Linked DNA regions of Mus musculus: regions 1 and 3 are each linked to region 2. A link is a contact called in public HiChIP or PLAC-seq and capture Hi-C data. All regions are on one chromosome and are shown on one strand. The core of a region is the stretch at or near the end of the contact, and the rest is flanking DNA. Distances in the headings are between cores, read along the strand shown.

Region 1 (3,992 bases), core at 649-3,148, 170 kb after region 2:
CCTGGGAACCTCTTGCTACCCTGGCATCTGGGACTTTCTAGTGGCTACTACCAGTTCCCCATCCCCCTCTGCTATGCACCTCTGTTCAAATTCCTGACTGTCTGTTCTCCCCCATTCCCTCCCACACTTGAACTCTTAAGGTGAGTAGCATCCTAAGATCAGACGATGCAGGTTTGAACCTGCTCAATATTTCTGAGTGCTCCTCTGCATTTCTCCAAGGGGACTACTGCTCCTTATACCTCAGCATTAACATAGCTGTTCTATGCATTGTATCAGATATGTACAGAATTATCTTGGTGCTGTCGTTCATATCTCTAATCTCCACACTCAGGAAACTGAGTTCAAAGCCATCATGGGCTACAAAATGAGACCCTATCTCTAAATTACAACAACAACAACAACAACAACAACAACAACAATACTAACAACCAACCATCCCAACTACCACCACCATCAAGAACAAAAAGTGAGATAAACTTTAAGTTGAGATAGGTGGGTGGCCCCATCCCTCAACTGGAGGCCATGTCTAACCATTGGATATGGTCTCTACAGGTTCTATCTCCCCTTTGTTAGGTATTTCAGTTCTATCTCCCCTCTGTTAGGTATTTCTTAAACTCAACTCCCTCTAAGCAAACAAAAAAGTAAATAGATAATCCAACTAAACCAAATGGCTCACCGTACATAATTATCCTTTCTATCTCCAGTGCTGTGGCTTGAATACAGGGCACTGGGCATGCTAGGCAAAGTGCTCTACCACTGAGACACAAAGCAGGGATTTTGATGGAAATAACAATAAAAACTAAACAAACAAACAGGCACTGCCCACCCCCTCCCCCAAGAGTTCTAGTGTCTGACTAGTAGAAGATTACATTCACAGGAAGAACAAATTAAGTTCTTACTCAATTTCAAATTTAGGATAATATTCCACTTACAAAGATAATACAGGGAGTTCTTGGCCCAAATACTTTTACAATATGTTCTTAGTACTAAACACGTGCAAATGCTCCTCTAGGCTGTGGGGAGCTGGGAAGAGAGAAAGAGAACTAAGAGCAGTGAGTCATCCAGTCTCCTCTACTTGTTCATCATGGGGCAGATGTGTTTCTGTCCATCCAATTGTCCAATAGCTATAGAGAGTGTACTAGGTGCTCAGCAATGATAAAGGCTGTATTGATAAAGGCTGCTGCTGCTGGGTAGATTCCTACATCAATCCGGGACTGTTGCATGCTGGCTGTACCATACCAGGAAGTAGGGATGTAACAATGAGTTGAGCATCCACACAAGTCATAATTGTAAAAAGCAGAGGGAAGAAAGATATAGGATAGAACTATGTGAGCTTTGAAGAACAGACACACTTGTCAGTTTGGATAGGGCAATCCCAGGGAGATTATGAAATGCACAATTAGGAGGCCTTGCCACTTCTAGCATGGGCTTTTGAAAAATATGTGCAGGTCTTAAAGGGGTTGGGACATTGGACCTGACTTCTGGTGATGTGGTGCCATTGACTAGGGGGCCAAGGAATCAGATCAAATGACTTCTTAACACCTGCAGTGTGTTAAGGACAGAGGGGAGAGGCTTGGAAAATTTAAAGCAAGAAGAGAAAAGGAAAAAGGGAAATTAAGATCCACGTTCTATTTAGGAAGGAACAATGTCTGAAGGATTTCTGGAAGCTTGGTTCAGTCCTCAAACATTTTGCCACTCCAGTCATCAACGGGTGCTGATTTTCAATTCTTCCTGTCATAGCAAAGGGACTTGTTCCCTAAAATGCCCTGAAGAATGTTGCAATGCTCCCAAATCAGAAACCACTTTATTTTTAGTGACTTTCACCCCTTCCTCCTGTGAGAGACTTCTTGTATCTGATAAAGGCAACAGAGAAATGGTGTGACCATCTGACCTTGTGTCCCATGAGAGGGCAGCTGTCTATGACCCAGGCGATGGGTGGGCTCTTTTTCCTATGAGCAGGGTGCCCACTCCCATTCTTATCTGCTCTTGTTAGCTTCCTCAGAAAGTCTTCGAGGTTGTGGGCTTTTAGATGATGAACGTTCTGCTTCGTCACTTCTGCATTCTGGCTTAGCCTCACACGTGTTCAAATCTCTTGTAATGAAATGATTTTCTTCATTCTTGTGGATGCATATACATTAAAATATGATAATATCCATGTCCTATTTATCACTTCTAACTCCCTCTCTGTCCTTCAAACATGCCACCATCCTAACTTTCTTTCTTTCTTTCTTTCTTTCTTTCTTTCTTTCTTTCTTTCTTTCTTTCTTTCTTTCTTTCTTTCCTTCCTTCCTTCCTTCCTTCCTTCCTTCCTTCCTTCCTTCCTTCCTTCCTTCCTTCCTCCTTCCTTCCTTCCTTCCTTCCTTCCTTCCTTCCTTCCTTCCTTCCTTCCTTTCTTTCTTTCTTTCTTTCTTTCTTTCTTTCTTTTTTTCTCTTTAAAACCCCTTCCTCTCTTCACTTTCCTCCTCCTTCTGCTCCTCCTGTTCCTCCCCCTCCTTCTCCTCCTTCTCTGATAACGCACTAAGTCTGACTAATGCTTTTCACATATACATGATTGTAGGGCTGCCAACAGGAACATGGGAAATATACCAGTGGTTATTCCTCCCCAAAAGATTTTCGCTCTCACAGCAGCTGTCAGTTATCACTAGCTCCTGAGAAATGGATGGAGCCCACAGAGTAATTCCTCCATCTATGCTAGATTTTGGCTGGCTTGGTCTTGTGCAGGTCTGGTAAATATTGCTGCTGTGAGTTCAGGAGTTAGCTAGCCATGTTGTATTCATAAGGCAGCATTTCCCAGTACTCCCTCCCATTCTCTGACTTTTACATCCCTTCTGCATCCTTTTATTTAATATTCTCTGAGCCTTATTATGTATAGACTGATAAAGATTCCCGATGTGTACCTGAGAAATCAAGCTTATTGTTAATATTTGATCAGTTATATCTTTCTGCACTGGTTGCTTCCCATTATAGAAATCACTTTCTCTGACAAGGGTTGAGAGCAGCTAGGAATATGCATTTAAACACAAATATGTAAAAGACAATATAAAAAAATGATCACTTAGCAAATTAACAAATTTACCCCTTGGCCTCATCTTCCCTACCTGTGAGGTTTTCTCTACAGTACCAGGCATGAAATTTTCTCCTGTAGAACAGGTCTCAAGTCCAGTCAAAAAGGGTTTATTTACCAATAACAGTTGTGCCACTATTGTTCCAGTGGGCACACATAAACCCAGTTATCTCTCTGCACAGCATCTGTACGTGTGAATTCTACTTGGATGGATTCAGCCAATTATAGGTTAAAAACTTAAAAAGATTACATCCACTGCGAACATATAGACAGCTTTTTCTTGGCAATTATTACCCAGACAGTGTAATTACTTCAAACACAATATTTATATTGCACGATATTTATATTCCAAATATTAAAAGTAAAGAAGTCATAGACTTGAAAGAGAACAAAGAAGATTTAGAGGGAGGAAAGGGGAATGGAGAGATGATGTAATTATATTATCTCAAAAATAAAAGAAAATGGGAAAAGTAATCTAGAGATGATTTTTAAAAATACGGGAGGCGGTTTGTAGGTTGTATGCAAATATGGTGCTGTTTTATACAAAGGATTGAGGATCTGTGGAAAGGTCGATGGTTTCAGCCTTCAGACACTGAGAGACTATTGTCTCTGACTGAAGCAGAATGAAAGATATATGTTTTCCTGGGATTGTGAGTGTTCCTTGTATTTGCTGATGTGTTATTCAAGTCATGAAACATGTTTAATCATGTTGCTCTAATCATGTTCTCATCATGGAAGGCAGAAGTCTAGTTCTCTGAAATTTCTTTCTGCTTACAATACCTAGGTTTTCCACTCTTGTTAACTTAATTTTCCCCCTAACCTCCACATAATAATGAATTCTCCCTGTCAATTTGACTGGATTTAGAATCACCTGTGTTGTATACCTCTGGACATCTCTCCCCCTCCCTCCCTCCCTTCTTTCCATTCT
Region 2 (4,553 bases), core at 1,015-3,514:
GGAATGGGAAGGAAGGTAAATAGGGAACTCACTGATCTATTTCCTGGAAGTCATTTGTACACAGGAGCTTATGAGCTGAGAGATAGAAGGTGAGGATAATTCAGGCCTTTAGAGGGATCTAAACCAGCGAAGACACATACATTAAGGCATGGGTGTGTCACACCCCAAGCCAGCTAGAGATCTGTATGGACCATGTATGAAGACCAAGCATGCTAGAGCAAGCATTTGCTTCCCCCCTCTGGGTTCTGCTCAGAGATGCTCAGACTCTCCTCTCTACCCTTCCACCCCCGTTTTAGCTCCCTGATTGGTTTTTCTCTATTCTTGGTCCTCTTCTTGTCACCCAGCTGCCAGCACGTCTGAAGTCTTTGTCATAGAAACAGTGTCTTTAGTTTGGTGGAGAAAAGGGAGAAAAAGGAGAGATTTAATCATTCACGAAGATGAAAACTCCAGGGACAGCTAGAAGAAGGGTTTACACAGGAGCCGGAGGTCACCTCAACTCTGCTTGGCCATCAGCTGGCTCTGTTCTTGTGCACGGCTCCTCCTTGTAGTCTACACCTCCATTAACAGTTGCAGGCGAGATCTTGTTTGTTGACCTGATCAAGTGTGTGGACAGCCCAGGCACAAGAGGACTTGCTATCATGAATGGTTGGGATCGTGGGGGTGGGTGGGAGCAGGTGGGGATTGATTAACTAAGCATAGATTAGTGTCCCATCTCTGTCCTGGGAAGAGGAATCAATACTAATCAAGCCTCATGTCTAAAAAAAAGGTTATTCTGCTGCTAAAGAAGGAGGGAGAATGCTGTACTGGCAGAACATAAAGCGATGTGCACCTTTAGACAGTTAACCTCCATATCTACTGTGTCTTCCCTCTCGCATCTTTCTTTTCTGTCCTGAATCCTTCCTAGTCTAGCCACATGTTCCTTTTTTTGGCCTGGATGGCACTTCCTCTTCCCACCCTTCAGCTCCTGAAAGACCCCCTTTCGGAAGCTCCCCTGGCTGTCCAGCCGAATGGCCCTCACCAATAACTTCTACTCCACCCCCTGCCTATTTCTTCATAGCATTACTATAATCTATACTTATCTTAGGTGTCTCTTAATTTACCTTCATTCTTTCCTACTGGTTTGTAAGCCTGTGGGGGGGTTGGAGACCGTGTCTAGCATGTCCCATGCTTTTTCTCCCTAGTGTGTCACACATAGTTTGCAACATGACAGATGCTCATCAAATATGTATGGAGTAAAGAATGAGTGGTTGGATGTTAGTGTTTCCCTTCTTTAGGGGTTGTAATAACTCCCTGGGTTGCATCCAAAGCCACATGCACCTTGTTTATTAGGTGAGTTTTATTTGGCAAATGTTCACTAAGTAACTGCCTTGTCACAGCCCCAGTAGTGAATGATCAGGGTAAATTTAGACCAGGGGGTTTTCAGCCCACAGACCTGGAGTCTCCAGAGATCAACCTGACTTCAGTTTGTTTCTTTCTGTCTTGAACAAGCCAGGGGAGAGCTCTTTCCGTGCTCTGTGTTCTTTTATAGCACACTTCCCTCCCGGGGGATGGGAGAACAGCGAGACTTGGAAGTGAGTGGCATGTGGCTTGGCTCTGGGACCTTCAGGGTCTTTGCCAATGTCACCTTGCCTTGTTGTTGCCAGTAGAATACTCAGCTCTCTGCTGGCTAGGATTCCAAGGCACATCCACTTTGGACTCTCCTCTCTCTCTCTCTCTCTCTCTCTCGCATGTCCTGTTGCTAGTCTTTCTTCCATTGTTATAGAGATGAATGTGTCTGCAGAGTGGGATAGCACCCAAGGCTTGCAAGTGCTAGGCAAGGGGTCTAGAAACTTCTGAACGCTACCTCATGCTCTGTATCATTATTTAGTAGTCAGATCTACAAGTCGATATGATATCCACAAGTGTCAGGATGTTCTAGCCCCAGGGTTAGACTCTGGGTTATGGTGTGAAGATCTCGTCTGAGGCTTCATCAGTGTTGATGTGAGCATAGTCAGGGGAGCAGGGACCCAGGTGAAAAAACCTCTACCTCACTGATTTCAGGTCTTCTCAGTTTATTGTTTATTTACAAGGTGGTGAGGGTCTGGCCTTCAGTGATAATTGTGTGTGTGAGGAACTGGCAGATCATCAACTGTAATTTTTTTTTCAATTAAAAAATTAAAATGTCCTTCAAAGGCCCAGAATTGAAAACACCAGGCATGGAACGCACTAAGCTTCTCACTTGGTCTGGACACAATGGCTAACTTCCTCTTTCCTTCTCCCCAGAGGCCCAGGGTGTTGGGCAACTGCAGGCCAGCCCATTTGACTCTTCCTCATTTGACTAGGCCTAGGGCCGAGAGAGAAGCCTTCTTCCAGGGCCTCCGTGTGAGGAAACTGTGTCCTGTCCTTGATTTCATCATTGTGTGAAGGAAAGGACTCCTCCAAGTATAGTATTGTTCTCTCTCTCTCTTTTTAAATAGTGAAAGGAATTGAACCTTAGGCCTCATGGAAGAGAGGCATGTGCTCTACCACTAAGCGATAGATCTAGCCCTTATCTCTGCTCTTTTGTATACCTCTGTCTGTTCTCGGTCGGTGTAGGCCTCATCTTGTGGTTCAAAATTCAAGAGGCTTTTTTTGTTTGTTTGTTTGTTTGTTTTTGTTTTGTTTTTAAGTCAGGGGCCCTGTTAAATGTCTGGTGAAGACTTGATTGCCTCACTAGCAAAAGGGAGTCCGTGAAGCCACGTGGATGCTTAGTAAATCTCTCTTTAAATCTTTCAAAGCTTTCTATTGTTGTTGAGTGTGTACTCATGCGTGTGGGTGTGAATGTACACATGCCCCGTGCTCATGTAAAGGTCAGAGACCAACTTTCCTTTTACTGTGGGTTCTGGGGATCAAACTCAGGCTGTCAGGCTTGACCTGTTAAGCCATCTCCCTCTCAACACTGCCTCTTGTTTTTTTTTTTTTAAAGGGAAGTATTAGGGCTTACACTTAGAGCCTGATGGATGTGATCTCTATCACTGAGGTACAGCCCCAGCCCCGTAATTATCCTACTAGGGGTGTTTGTTCCATCTCCAAACCTCTCTGAAATCTACATACTGAGGTATTGGTGGGGATGATGATAATGATGATGATGGTGATGACAATGACAGTTTCCTCCTTAGACTGAGCTGTACAGTCAAAGGCAACGAATGCTTTTTTTTTTTTTTACCTCAGCCCTGCCCTTGCCACTCCACTCAATTTTTGAGTACATACTTTGTTTCTTGAGTACACTGCAGACACCTCTCATTTTGCCTCAGGGTGGATGTGCAGCTTTGGACCTTTGGCTCCTGCCGCCATCTTTCTTTTGTTCCTGGCCTGCCATATTTCCCAGCATATCTAGGTTATTCCACCTTAGTCCTTGGCATTATTTGCATGCTTGCCTCGGACTCCAGCTTGTTGGTTTCTGGCAGAACTGATAGACTTCTCGAGTCTCCAGACTGCCTTCTGGCCTTCAGTCCCCGGCCTGGAGTGTTGAGTTGGCTCACCCTGGACTTGGATGTCTCTTGCGGCCCAAACTTGACCGTGTACTTAGTAGTTTGTTTGACCTGGCTAGGCCACACGAGGGGTACCTTGTTCCTCTGCGGATCCCTCTTCCTGAAAGCACAGAGTGATTGATCCCCCTCTCCCTCCTGACAGGTGTCCGGTATATGAGTTGCCTGGGCTTCAGCAGTAAAACAATTTTCTGTGCTATAAACACAGAGCTCACCTGCGAAGGTCAGTGTGCTCAGGGGTGTAGCTGGCAAACACAGCAGCCATTTACAATGGAGCACACCGGATCATAAATTATTTCACAGATAGCACTAGCCCCTTATTTACGGAGGAACTGGGGGAAGGGAAGACTACACACCTACTTCGTATGGTGAGAAAATGAAATTCTGTTTTTTACCCATGGACTTCCTATCATTCTCCCGATAAATTACTTCTTTCTTACCTGCCATTTAACATTGGTTTTTTTTTTTCCCTTTTGGTCGATAGGCCTACGCTGTTTCTTTCCTTCTCTTCCTTCCTTCCTTCCTTCCTTCCTTCCTTCCTTCCTTCCTTCCTTCCTTCCTTCCTTCCTTCCTTCCTTCCTTCCTTCCTTCCTTCCTTTCTTTCTTTCTTTCTTTCTTTCTTTCTTTCTTTCTTTCTTTCTTTCTCATTTGTCAGAATTCTGAACTTTGAGAGGAACTTCTTTGGTCTACATTGTCTGTGTGGAGAGTGTCTCCTAGACTAAGGCCCTGTCACTGAAGGTTAGTGAGTTTAGGAACTTACAGACATGGGTTATTTTTGTAAGAACTGCCTATACGCCCTCTTGTTTCTTACTTGGCTGATTTGAGAAAGAGTCTATCCTGGCACTCACTGGCTAGCCTGGCTATGTAACCCAGGCCTCAGATTTGTCATCCTCCTGCCTCAGCCTCCTGAGTGCTGTGACTACAGAGATGTGCTACCATGACTGGCTTCATGTGCTCTCTTCTGGTATTTGAGGGTTTCTGAGAGAGAGAGAGAGAGAGAGAGAGAGAGAGAGAGAGAGAGAGAGAGAGAGAGAGATCATTTCTGCC
Region 3 (4,470 bases), core at 639-3,138, 190 kb after region 2:
TAAAATACCTTAAGTCACATACTCAGATGAAATTGCATATGAAATCCTTGTGAGCTAAATTCTATCCCACCTAAAAGTGGGAATCGTACTACAAAGTCATCCTCTAACCTCCATGCAGGTGCTATGCTATACATGAAACCACACACACAAAGCACATATTAGTAATATTTTTTAAAAAGTCATTAAAATAGGTTGTATATCTAAAATTCAAACTTTTCCATGTGCCCTGTACGACATTCATTCATGTTGAGAATTGTAATTCTGAAATGGAAATTAATTACAAATATATCAGCATATACACTGTTGTTTTTCATATTTGATGATCTAACTAAAGCTTTGGACTTCAATGAAATTTTCTCTTTTTGACCCCAAATACATCTTTTTGGCTGGAGCACACACTGGCATCAGAAAGAATTCTGTTGGCTGACTGTCTTTGGAGTCTCTTCATATCTATTCACACACACACACACACACACACACACACACACACACACACACACACCTGTGGTATATGCACACATGCACACACATATAAATATGCTAGTGTACACACAAAGACATACATAGCATATGCACACACATATGAGTGTGTGCATATATACATGCATGTACCCTCACACACATGCTCCTTCAATCCAATCTCGCACTTGCTTCTTTCCAGCCAGTGATTGCATGTGGCTGGTGGTTTCTGTGATTGCGAAATAGTCTTGAAATACCAGTGAAGAAAGTGTTCCTCCTGCACTTGTGGCCACCCCCCCACCAGGAACTTCAGGTTTCTTTCTGCCCCCTTGAGTAGGGAAGCACTCTTGGGGTGGCTCTGTGGAAGAAACGCACAGGCTGATAAAAGAGGCAAGGTACCTCCCTGCAACATACACACAGACAGCCCCTCTGTAGCTTCTGATGGTCCTTTGGTCCTAGTTGGAATTCTATGCATACTGGATAAAACTAGTCATGAATCAGCATGGGTAATACTAAGCCAATGCAGGGAGATGTGGGGAGACAGGAGCCCTGGATCTAGGCAGGGAGCCCCTCAGAAGCAAGCAAAGCTGAACAGCCTGTGCCTGGCGTACACTCAGCCCCATGAAGGAAGAGGAGAGCTTATCATAGACAGAAGTGAATCTGGAGGGAAGGATGATTCTGGAAGCTACCAGAGGGAACAGTGAACAATGATCTGAAGCCAGAGTAATGGTCAGAATTTCCTTAAGGATGGCTTTTCCAAAAGAGAAAGGGTGAAAGTCTATGGAAAGACTTGTTGGGCTCAGTATCCAGCTAGGAGATGACTTCTCTGTTATGTCTACTGTGCTGGCTATCAGAGAACCAAATAACAAGAAGCTACGTGAAAGGGTTGTGAGAACTGCTCTTTCTTCCTAGGTCTACTGGAAGCTCATGCATGACCTTGAGTCTCAAGGTCTATGTATATTTTGGGTTGTTTAAACTGATCCCAACAAGATGATCCAGGATTGACTACTTGTTATTTCTGCTTCTCTGAAATAGTTTCCCCATTCTCCTCCATTTCCCCCCCACACCCCTATCCTTTTAATGATTATCATTTAATAGTCTTCCATTGGAATACAGACTTTTAACAGCAGCAGAATGTATGGTTTTCTCATCTCTGATCTCCCAGAGAGCTTCAAATGAGACAACAAGATGTGCTCAACACACAGATCTAGCCAAATTTCAAGTGATGAATGTGTGTGTGTGTATGTGTGTGTGTGTGTGTGTGTGTGTGTGTGTACACCTAAGGAATACACCTGGTTCTATTTAGGGGACAAAGGTCCTTTGGACCTCACAGTCCAAGGTGACAGAGAGACAAGGAAACTGGTCATCTGTGTGAGTGAGTGGTGCTACCAGTGGTGGTAGAGAGCAGGGCAGAACTCTGCAGAAAGAAGTAGTGCATTTGCCTCTGCTGTTTCTCTGTGGAAGTGATATGTGGGGGTGTGGGGGACTTGGACTATTGAGGCAGCAAATAGAGGAAGTAAATGCTATCAAAATAGAGGAGCAAGGAGGAAATAAAAGTTCTCCTAACAGAAATGCAGAGAGGCTGGGTAAAGCCAAAGGTTGGACTACTTTTCCTGCGGGTTTTTGGAATTGGGATTACTCTCCAAAGGACAAAAATGATCAGGGAAGAGACCTCCCTTTGGCAAGTGTGACACTTGCTATTTGCCAAAAAGCAGACATGTAAGCATTCCTACATCCATCAGGAAGTATCCATGCGAGGTTGGGGAGGATGCTTCCAGAAGTTTTTTGTTCCTCTTTAGGCCACCTGGTTTGGCCACTACCGCAGATGAGGCTAGTCCCATGGTTGCCTTGTATACTCAGATCCCTATAGAGGGTATGGGGCCACCCATGCCAAAGTGTGCATCTGCACATCTAGGTTGCATAAGTCTATGGAGAAAGGAAGTGCTGATCTGAGAATAAGCAGCTAGGTTATAATCATGGCATGGGGCTTCCAGAGTGGGCTGTTTGCCATGGACTAGAAACATGATACATGCAAAATTTCCCGTTTCAATTCCATATGGACCTCCCAATTAGATCTTCCAGCATTTAGTCACAAATCCAGATACCCTTCTCCTGTCTAAGAATTTACAGCATAATCCATTTACCCTTCTGTTTGTTCATTGCTGTTGCACACTGTACTGCCACATATGTCTGTTGTCAGTAGATAGGCAATGGTTGACCAGATGGTTGGATGGATTCAGAAGGTGAATAATGATAATACAGAAAATCATTCCAAACAAATATAATGGAGCATTCTGTGAGCTATGTTATGGGGAGGGGATGTCTCAGGAATTCTGGGTCTCTGAAGATCTCTCTTCTCTAGATGAGGAAGGCAGTGAAGCACCCCAAAAGGTGAGAATGGGAAAAGGCAGGGGTGTGCTTAGTCCTGAGGTATGTTTCAGGGATAGGAAGCCATGACCAGAGTTGAGTAAATATTAGGCTAGAGAGGATAATGGAAGACGAAGCTTGAAGTCATGACACAGTGATGACATTTCCTCTTCTTATATATGGAAACAACACAGATAACACAAGGACTTTGTTTACATTGGATCTCAAGAGTTTCCTCTGGAAACTCTAGAGTTTTAAAATTGTTCATAACAGCCTAGAGTTTACTCTAATGTTCTCTTGTCATTATTAAAAGATTCTGTGTTTCTGCTGGACACTTTCAGATACTTCCTTTGTTTTTCTTCTATAGATGATAGACTACATTGGAGTTCTGTCATGTTTCTGTTTCTCTTCTGAAGTGCACAAAGTTGAGGATGATAGAAATCAGTCACAGTAGCCATTGAAACTTTATTGAACACCATACTCATTTTATTTAAATTGTGACAAAGATTGACAAGAGGCTAGTAGAACACTTTAGAACTCAGTAGCTCTTCACTCTCAACTCAGAGATACCTTCAAAAAAAAAAAAACCCTGTTTGAGATCATTTCTAATGTGTGTGCACAGGTATGCATATATGTGTGTGCATGTGTGTATACATAATTGGATGACAGAAGTCAATGTCAGGACTTTTTCTTGAACACTATCTTAATTTTTGAGACAGGGTCATTCGCTGCATCTTGAGCACACAAATTCAGCTAGGCTGGCTGGCCAGAAAGCCTCAGAGATCCTTTGTCTCTACCTTCTCATGACAGGCATTGCAGATGTGGGCCACCCATACTCAGCTTTTTATGTGGATCCTGGGAGCACAATTTGGTTCATCATGCTTGTATGGCAAGAGCTTTACTGACCAGTCCATCTCCTCAGTCCCCCTATTTTCTTAAATAAGTTGTTCTATATTGTCACCAAGGCAATTATAGGAAAAAATACCTGCAGCTGGGCATAAAATGATGACGTTTAAGTAGTTACCATGACATTTACTCTTTAGTGCACTTTTGCCTATAAAATTCCGGGGATCGAGAGACTTGTACACATAAGAAGAATGGACATTTGAGATTTGAATATGCATTAGATAGTACTGAACTGTGTTCCCTCAAACACAGTTTTGAAGTAATATTTTGAAGTCCTCATAGTACCTCAGAATGCAGCCTCATTTGGTAATAGTAATTATGGATATATATTAATTAAGATGAAACCATACTGAAGTAAATGGATCCTTAACCCAACGATGGGTGGCCTTGCAAGAAGACGGGATGAAGATACGGAGAGGGAACAACATTTGATGGCAGAGGCAAAGACTACCATGACACAGCCACAGTCTTAAGTGATGTCTAGATAGCCAATCCTGCCTGGCAGCTAGGAAGGGAAAGAAAGCATCGGTCCAGCATCACAGAGGATGCATGGTCCTGCTGCCACCTTGATTTTTAGCATCTTAGCTTATGAAAGAATAAAAGAAAGTATTACAAAATATCTATCATTTAAGCCACATAGTTTGTAACATTCTTTTCAGAAGCCATGAGAAATTCACTGTAGATATATAGTCTAAAAGAGATTGAGAGCTGTTGGATCCAACATTGCTGTCCCAGGTG

The links. HiChIP or PLAC-seq counts read pairs in DNA pulled down with a chosen protein or histone mark. Capture Hi-C pulls out chosen DNA fragments and counts their contacts.
Region 1: a contact with region 2 is called in a capture Hi-C map of bone marrow-derived macrophages, with 6 times the contacts expected there. The contact joins two enhancer-like sites. A contact is called at or near these places in 1 of 115 datasets of contacts at active chromatin or transcription factors (microglia) and 1 of 9 other capture datasets (bone marrow-derived macrophages).
Region 3: an H3K27ac HiChIP or PLAC-seq map of bone marrow-derived dendritic cells shows a contact between it and region 2, with 4 times the contacts expected there. The contact joins two enhancer-like sites. A contact is called at or near these places in 2 of 484 Hi-C or Micro-C datasets (the C10 cell line and bone marrow-derived macrophages) and 2 of 115 datasets of contacts at active chromatin or transcription factors (bone marrow-derived dendritic cells and microglia).

Annotation. Positions count from the first base shown.
Region 1 is chr4:55,796,408-55,800,399 of GRCm38.p6, forward strand. No RefSeq gene overlaps it. Among named protein-coding and RNA genes, the nearest start is that of Gm34482, 160 kb to the right of the region's middle. Within about 2 kb of position 1,899, at least 24 of the 459 cell types and tissues checked have an H3K27ac peak or open chromatin away from gene starts, as enhancers often do. A contact at or near this core is called in bone marrow-derived macrophages and microglia, where this site is marked.
Region 2 is chr4:55,621,262-55,625,814 of GRCm38.p6, forward strand. The region is part of intron 4 of Gm12506 (a long non-coding RNA gene); the gene reads left to right. Among named protein-coding and RNA genes, the nearest start is that of Gm12511, 52 kb to the left of the region's middle. Within about 2 kb of position 2,265, at least 77 of the 459 cell types and tissues checked have an H3K27ac peak or open chromatin away from gene starts, as enhancers often do. A contact at or near this core is called in bone marrow-derived dendritic cells, bone marrow-derived macrophages and microglia, where this site is marked.
Region 3 is chr4:55,815,308-55,819,777 of GRCm38.p6, forward strand. No RefSeq gene overlaps it. Among named protein-coding and RNA genes, the nearest start is that of Gm34482, 140 kb to the right of the region's middle. Within about 2 kb of position 1,889, at least 28 of the 459 cell types and tissues checked have an H3K27ac peak or open chromatin away from gene starts, as enhancers often do. A contact at or near this core is called in bone marrow-derived dendritic cells, bone marrow-derived macrophages and microglia, where this site is marked.